2 separate regions of the Sus scrofa genome follow, and region 2 is linked to region 1. Evidence: chromatin contacts called from public Hi-C data. All regions are on one chromosome and are shown on one strand. The core of a region is the stretch at or near the end of the contact, and the rest is flanking DNA. Distances in the headings are between cores, read along the strand shown.

The links. Hi-C and Micro-C count contacts between places; a contact is called where the count stands out from the background.
Region 2: a contact with region 1 is called in a Hi-C map of liver, with 2.7 times the contacts expected there. The contact joins the promoter of NR2C2AP here to the promoter of SUGP1 in region 1. A contact is called at or near these places in 2 of 5 promoter capture datasets (fetal skeletal muscle and liver), 6 of 47 Hi-C or Micro-C datasets (fetal heart ventricle, heart right ventricle, liver and 2 more) and 1 of 2 datasets of contacts at active chromatin or transcription factors (alveolar macrophages).

The regions. Positions count from the first base shown.
Region 1 is chr2:58,572,948-58,576,077 of Sscrofa11.1, forward strand. It overlaps SUGP1 (SURP and G-patch domain-containing protein 1), which reads left to right and starts at 1,487. Exons shown (of 15, transcript XM_021083429.1): 1 at 1,487-1,639. The coding sequence starts at 1,516. It overlaps MAU2 (MAU2 chromatid cohesion factor homolog), which reads right to left and starts at 1,301. Exons shown (of 19, transcript XM_021083430.1): 1 at 974-1,301. The coding sequence starts at 1,249.
Region 2 is chr2:58,674,511-58,677,640 of Sscrofa11.1, forward strand. NR2C2AP (nuclear receptor 2C2-associated protein) reads left to right here and starts at 1,477. Exons shown (of 6, transcript XM_021083440.1): 1 at 1,477-1,637; 2 at 1,737-1,891; 3 at 2,083-2,173; 4 at 2,362-2,467; 5 at 2,544-2,611; 6 at 2,843-3,130. The coding sequence starts at 1,854. The coding sequence ends at 2,962. RFXANK (regulatory factor X associated ankyrin containing protein) reads right to left here. Exons shown (of 9, transcript NM_001243347.1): 9 at 3,024-3,130.

The DNA.
Region 1 (3,130 bases), core at 237-2,736:
CTTTCCAACTCTTTACAGTCTGCAAAACAAAGATCTGATTATTCTCCTGAAGGCAACTTGTTACTAATTATAGGTGGTTTCAGATTTATCTCAGATGAAGAAATTTCTCTGAATTGAAGTTAATTCTATTCAAGAAATCTCTCCTTTAAGCAGAATAAAACTGGGTAAATGTTAAATGGAGACATGAACTGACAGGAGCTAAGAAGTGTTGCTGTGGGAAGAAACCACAGCCAGAAAGGGCAGAATGACAGCCACTTTTCCACATTCTTTGAGGTACCAAGATCCCAAAAATCAACATGGGGAGATGGGGCCTGCTCTCTGAAGGGGATGGACTAGTGAATGGTGGGGAAAAGAGGAGTCACCAGTGGATATGGCAAAAGCAGGAGGCCCCAGCCCTGGAATCAAGACATCCCTCCCTCAGTTTTGCCTCCTTCTAGGACTTCAAATGAGCAACTCTAGGCTCTGAGCCTCTGCCTCCCACCTATGACTCTCCTCATCAATGATGTGGGGCACAATAACCTCCAGACCCTTCTCAGACATGCGTGTCCTGAGAGAGGATGCCTTCCTAGATTTCTTCAGAGACCTAACTTCAGACTCTCAAGGGATGCCTGGACTGTCACCTGGACCTGAGTCACCTCAGAAGGGCCGGCCTGGAGGCATCCCCATAGGTGCTATCTTGAAAACCTTAAGAATTTGGGGACCCTGTTGCTTCTAAAAGAGACAGCTGTCGGAGTACTCGGAGCAGGGTCCTAGGCCTCTGCCTGTCACCAGACACTTTAAGTAAGGTACGGGACGAGGCCCTCGGGTCCCCTGAGAGGCTGACGTCTTCGGGGTCTTGCTGCTTGTGCGGAAGTCACGCCTCAGGCCCCCGAGAAGTGACCCAGGCGTCCCCGCACGCCAGGGTCGCGACCCGTCAGCCCAAGCACGGAAAGGAGCCCCGCGCCTCCTCCCTCGCGGCCCGGCCCGCGCTCACCGCCTTCTCTAGGTGGCTGCGCGCCTGCTCGCTGTTCTTGGTGTGGTGGTAGAGCACAGAGCCGAGCTGCAGGTGCGTCCGGGCCTCGATGCGCTGCGGCGGCTTGAAGGGGAACACGGCCTGCAGGCAGTGAACACACAGGCGGATCTTAGGCGGACTGGAAGTGCGGAAGTGCTCGGCGAAGCCCAGAAGAGCCAGGTACCACGACTCGGCCGCTTCGGCCTGCGCTGCCTGGGCTGCCGCCGCCTGGGCCGCCGCAGCCGCCTGAGCCGCCATTTTGGCTCCACAACAACAAGCCGCCGCCACAGGGAGGCGGAAGCAGGCGCGTGGGGCGGGGCCGGGCGCTCCTCGCGTCTCTCGCGAGAGCCGCTGTACAAAGCAACCTGGAACATGTAGTTTGTATTTGGAGTGGCCGTGGCTCCGAGAAAGTCTGAGAAAAGGCGACACCTTCTGTTCCTCAGGACTGAGACCGGAGTGTGTCTATGGACTGAAGTTTGCATTCCTGGCGGGAAAACCCTCAGGTGTCCAAGGAATGGCAGGGCATGGCTTGCCGATATGGACTACATCTCCCATCAGGCAATGCGCACTATAACTGGCCCCCCTCCGGTGGCGCCCGAGCATTGTGGGATTGGATGAGTCTCAAGATGGACAACCGGGATGTTGCAGGTAACAGCCCCCGCCTCCCCTCAGGCGTTCGCCTGAATCCTCCGGCTACGCGTCTTAGCTTCGCCCTCCTCTCCGGCCTGCTAAACTCACTGGCCTTTAGCCTCAGCATGTAGACAGCCGGAAGCGGCGGCTTCTGCACCACCCCCGTCTGCCGAGATCCAAGACCTAGTTGCTACCTACCCCCACCCCCACCCCCGCTGATTTGCTGAGAACGCCGGCTTTCCTTAAAAGCCGTCACCGGGATCTGCCCTGTGCCGCTTTTCCGATATAACCACCCTCAGGGCTGCTGCAAGCTCAGCTCCCCGAGCCAGCGGCAACCTTGGATTGTCCTGCTCCTCTCTCTTAGCAGCTCCCGCCTGGCCTGTATCCCACTTTCTGAAGAAGCTGCCTGAACACTTTCGTGCATCTTTCGAGCCCCCAGTTTACCACAAGCCTTGTCTTTCCTTGTCTACCCACCTAGACTGAGGTGCATTCAGCAGATATTCATTGTACTAGGCACTGTACTAGGTAGAGAGGATGCAATGGTAACCAAAACAGGGCCTTGCCTTCCTGAAGGTTACTTTCTCTTGGGGCGTCGGACAATGCACCAAAGAAGAAATATTTACAGAGACTGAATTATGATGATGTGAGGCAGTGGAGGTGGAGGCTGCTGATATGGGTAGTCAAGGAAACCTTTCTGAGTAGAAGATAATTAAAATAAGAAGATGCCAGTTGTAGGAGGACCTGCAGGGTAGAGGGAGACAGCAAGTGCCAAGGCTTCCAGGGCTTGCTATTTAATGAGTGTCAGGGGGAGTTCCTGTTGTGGCTCAGTGGGTTAAGAATCTGATGTTGTCTCCCTGAGAATGCAGGTTAGATCCCCGCCCTTGCTCCGTGGGCTCCAGTGCTGCTGCACTGTAGGTCACAGATGCAGCTAGGATCCCATGTGGCTGTGGCTGTGGTGTGGGTCAACAGCTGCAGCTCGGATTTGACCCTTAGCCCAGGAACTTCCATGCACTGCAGGTGCAGCCCTAAAAAAAAAAAAAAAAAAAAAAGTGTTAGGAATGAAGTGGAAGTGGGGAGGGGAGCCATCTCTGATAGGGCCTTGAAAATCTGCTTTCAGAATTTGGATTTTATTTTTATTTTGAGTCCCATGGGGAACCTTTGTGATGTCGTCTTCATCTGCACAGCTACCACTCTTCTGAAAACAGCATTGTCTTTTTTTGGGGGATGGGGTCTTTTTTTAGAGCTGTACCTACTGCATATGGAAGTTCCCAGGCTAAGGGTCAAATCAGAGCTGTAACTCCTAGCCTACACCACAACAATGCAGGATCTTTAACCTACTGAGTGAGGCCAGGGATCGAACCCAAGTCCTCATGGATACTAGTTGGGTTTGTTGCCACTGAGCCACAATGGGAACCCCCAACACCATTGTCTTTTGCTTGGAGTAAGTAAGCCTCTTCTTTGGTGTCCTTCCTGCCTATGAGTCTATGTCCATTGCGTAGGCAGAATGTC
Region 2 (3,130 bases), core at 227-2,726, 100 kb after region 1:
TTAAGCCCTCAACAACGGTCAGCCAGTATTGTAATGTGTCAGCCTGAAGAACTCACTGAATTCTCCAGCAGTCTTAGAAATAGAATTCCCTCCCTTTCACAGATGAGAAAACTGAGGCTCAGAGGTGTTGACATATTTGTCCAAGATCATACAACCATGGAGTGAGTGGCCCAAGCAGTATTTGAACCACATCTGGGCCTTCCAGTTTCCATGCTCTTACTAAATTCCTCTGGGGTAGGAAGGTGTTTTTGACATTCCCAGTCCCAGCCCTGAAATGAGCAGAGCCAGGTCTGGTTGGCAGCAGACCATGACTGAATGCAGGAAGTCCTGGCAGGCAGGGGCTGATGGGGCAGCCCTTCCGCTGGTGTCCCAGTTTCCCAGCCAGCCCCCACTCCTGGTGTGGACTTGGGCAGACACTAGTAGGCTGCCAGGAGGACCGTTCCCCTAGCCCTTGAAGAAAGGGGCTGCATCTTAGACCGTTCAGTTAAAGCCAGGAACTGCATCCAGTGGTTGCTCTGTCTCAGAACCCTCCATTCATGCAGATTGGATGGTGTACGACCCTTTCTCAAACACCTTCTGTGACTGCTTTAGGCCCATCAGGATCTGGCTCCACATATTTTATTCAAATTCGTGGTCTTTCATCCAACCAGGCCTTTGCTTATGCTATTCTTTCTGCCTGCCACTCACTTCCCCATTTTTCTCACCCTGGTCAATTCCTGCCCACCCATTAAAGTGCAGGTACAATATCTCCTCTCCCAGGAAACCCTCCCTCCAGGAAGAGCCCCTGCTTCCCCAGCCCTATCTCCCCCTTTGGCTTAGCCCTGGTCTTATGGGGTGGGAGTTTATGTGTCTAGCTCTGTCTTACCCAGATTGGGAGATCCTCAGGTTTGAAGCTGGAACTGAGGCCTCTTACAGTTTGGCATCACTCAGCACAGGGCTGAACAATAGGGAGTGGTGGGAGTTGTTTAGTGAATCAGTGAACCAAACATTTAGCTGTATTATCTGAGGTTTTGTATAATCCAATTTGGCAAACTCCTTTTCATCCTTCAAAATCCACCTCATATTCCCCCAAGAAGCCCATCCCAGGCATCTTTTACTGAGAAGACCAAAGGAAGCCAGTGCTCGCAACATCTTGGCCTCTTCCTCAACTGTTCGTCTGGCCTCTGGGAGGCAGTGAGGTGCAGGGGTTCCCAAGTTGCAGTTGCAGTTAGGGAATGAATTGAGCAGACTTCATTCTGCCGGCAGTAAGACATCATTATAAGAAGTCTCTCGGACTCCAAAACTAGTGCTCCATACCCGCGGGCACCAAAGGACAGTGCTCCGCACACAGTAGGCACACAACTGCTTTAGATGCTATCCTCTTGCCTCCATCTCCGAGCGATACGCAGTTATTGGGCGAGAGCCCTTTAAGAGGCGGGCACTGAGGGGGCGGGGCTCAAGTTAAACTCGGCCTCCGGAGTTAGGGATGGGCGTGCCTGAGTCACACTGCGTCTGCGCGGTGTTCACGTGGTTCCGGATCTGGGTTTGGTTTATAGATCTGTTAGAGAAACTGAGGCTCGGAGAGGAAGCAACCGCCCCGAAACCCACAGGAAACCTGTTTCCCTTCGTTGGACCCACTGTGAAAGGCCTGGCCCCAGGTCATTGTCAGTTTCCCAGTTTTTCCAGAAAGGAGGTGATCCAGGCGACATTTAGGACTGGAGTGGAGAGATAGTGACGGTTCTTGTGCGGTGTTACAGGTGAGGACGTGCACCCTCAGATGTGAACGAGGTCGCGCCCCTGTAGCTGCTTTGGTGCCTGGATTCGAACCGGGGCTGAGCCGAGATCTGAGTCCTCCGAGGCCTCGTGGAGCCAAGATGACCCACTCTTTGGTTTGCCCAGAGACTGTTAGCAAGTGAGAGAGGGAACCAGGCGGGTGCGGGGGGGTAGGGGAGGGGAGGCGGCGGGAAGTGGCGAATGGGGCCCTGGACCTGGGGTCCACAGAAATTGGGGAACCAGTGGTGAAGGAGGGGTGGGCCCGGTAGTGGGCAGGCCCTCGCCGCTGGGCTCAGCGCCTCTCCACGCCTTGATGCTGGTTGTTTCCAGGGTAAGTTCTGTGTTGAATCGTAACTACCGGCAGTTTGGAAAGAAACACCTGTTTGACCAGGATGAGGAGACGTGCTGGAACTCAGATCAGGTGAGGCACTCTCTCCCTGAACCCTCCATCCCCAGTGTGAACTAGAATCAGGGCAGTCAGGTTGGCCAAGGAGGAAACATGTGCTCACTGTGCCCTCCCACCTTCCACGGACTGTGTGAATGAGAGAGGGGCATAGCAGGGCTCTGAACCTGGAGTGACTGTGTACTGGTTTCCCTGTCTGCTTCCAGGGCCCCTCCCAGTGGATAATACTGGAGTTTCCCCAGCGCATCTGTGTCTCCCAACTGCAGATCCAGTTCCAGGGGGGCTTCTCCAGTCGCCAGGGTCGTCTGGAAGGTAATGGGAGGCCCTGGAAGGTGGGGGATTGGAGGGGGCACAATGGCCTCACAATCTGTCCCTTTCTCCTCTTCAGGTTCCCAGGGGAGTGAGGCTCTTGCTAAGATTGTGGACTTTTACCCTGAGGACAACAACTCGCTTCAGATATCCTGCCTTAGCCTCCGGGTGGGGTGGTCTGTGCCTCTGAAAGCTGTGGGTCCTGGTGTGTGACCTTAAGCAAATGGTCTCTACATCTGTCAAATGCGCTAATAATCTGTTCTGTGCGAGAGTTCAGAGGGGCCCACAGCTGCCAGGTTGCCTAGCATGTTGGTGATACCAACCTGGGGCTGGTGGGTGGGAAATAAGGCACCTGTTTCCCTTGACTGCCCTGCTTACACATTCCCTGTGCCAGCTGCTGAGGTAGACCGGCTGAAGGTGACATTTGAGGACACCACTGATTTCTTTGGCCGAGTGGTCATCTACCACCTTCGGGTACTAGGGGAGAAGAAAGTATGAGACCGCTGGGTGGCTCTCTCCTACAGGAAGCCCTCAGAGAAGCACAGCTTAGTCTTTCAAGTTCTGCACAGAAGGTTTATTGGCTCCTCTTGGAAAGGGCCCCCTCCCACCGTCTGTCCAGGAGCTGCCTTTGAAGCCAGGTCTGGGTTCCCCCAGCTCTGGGTTGAT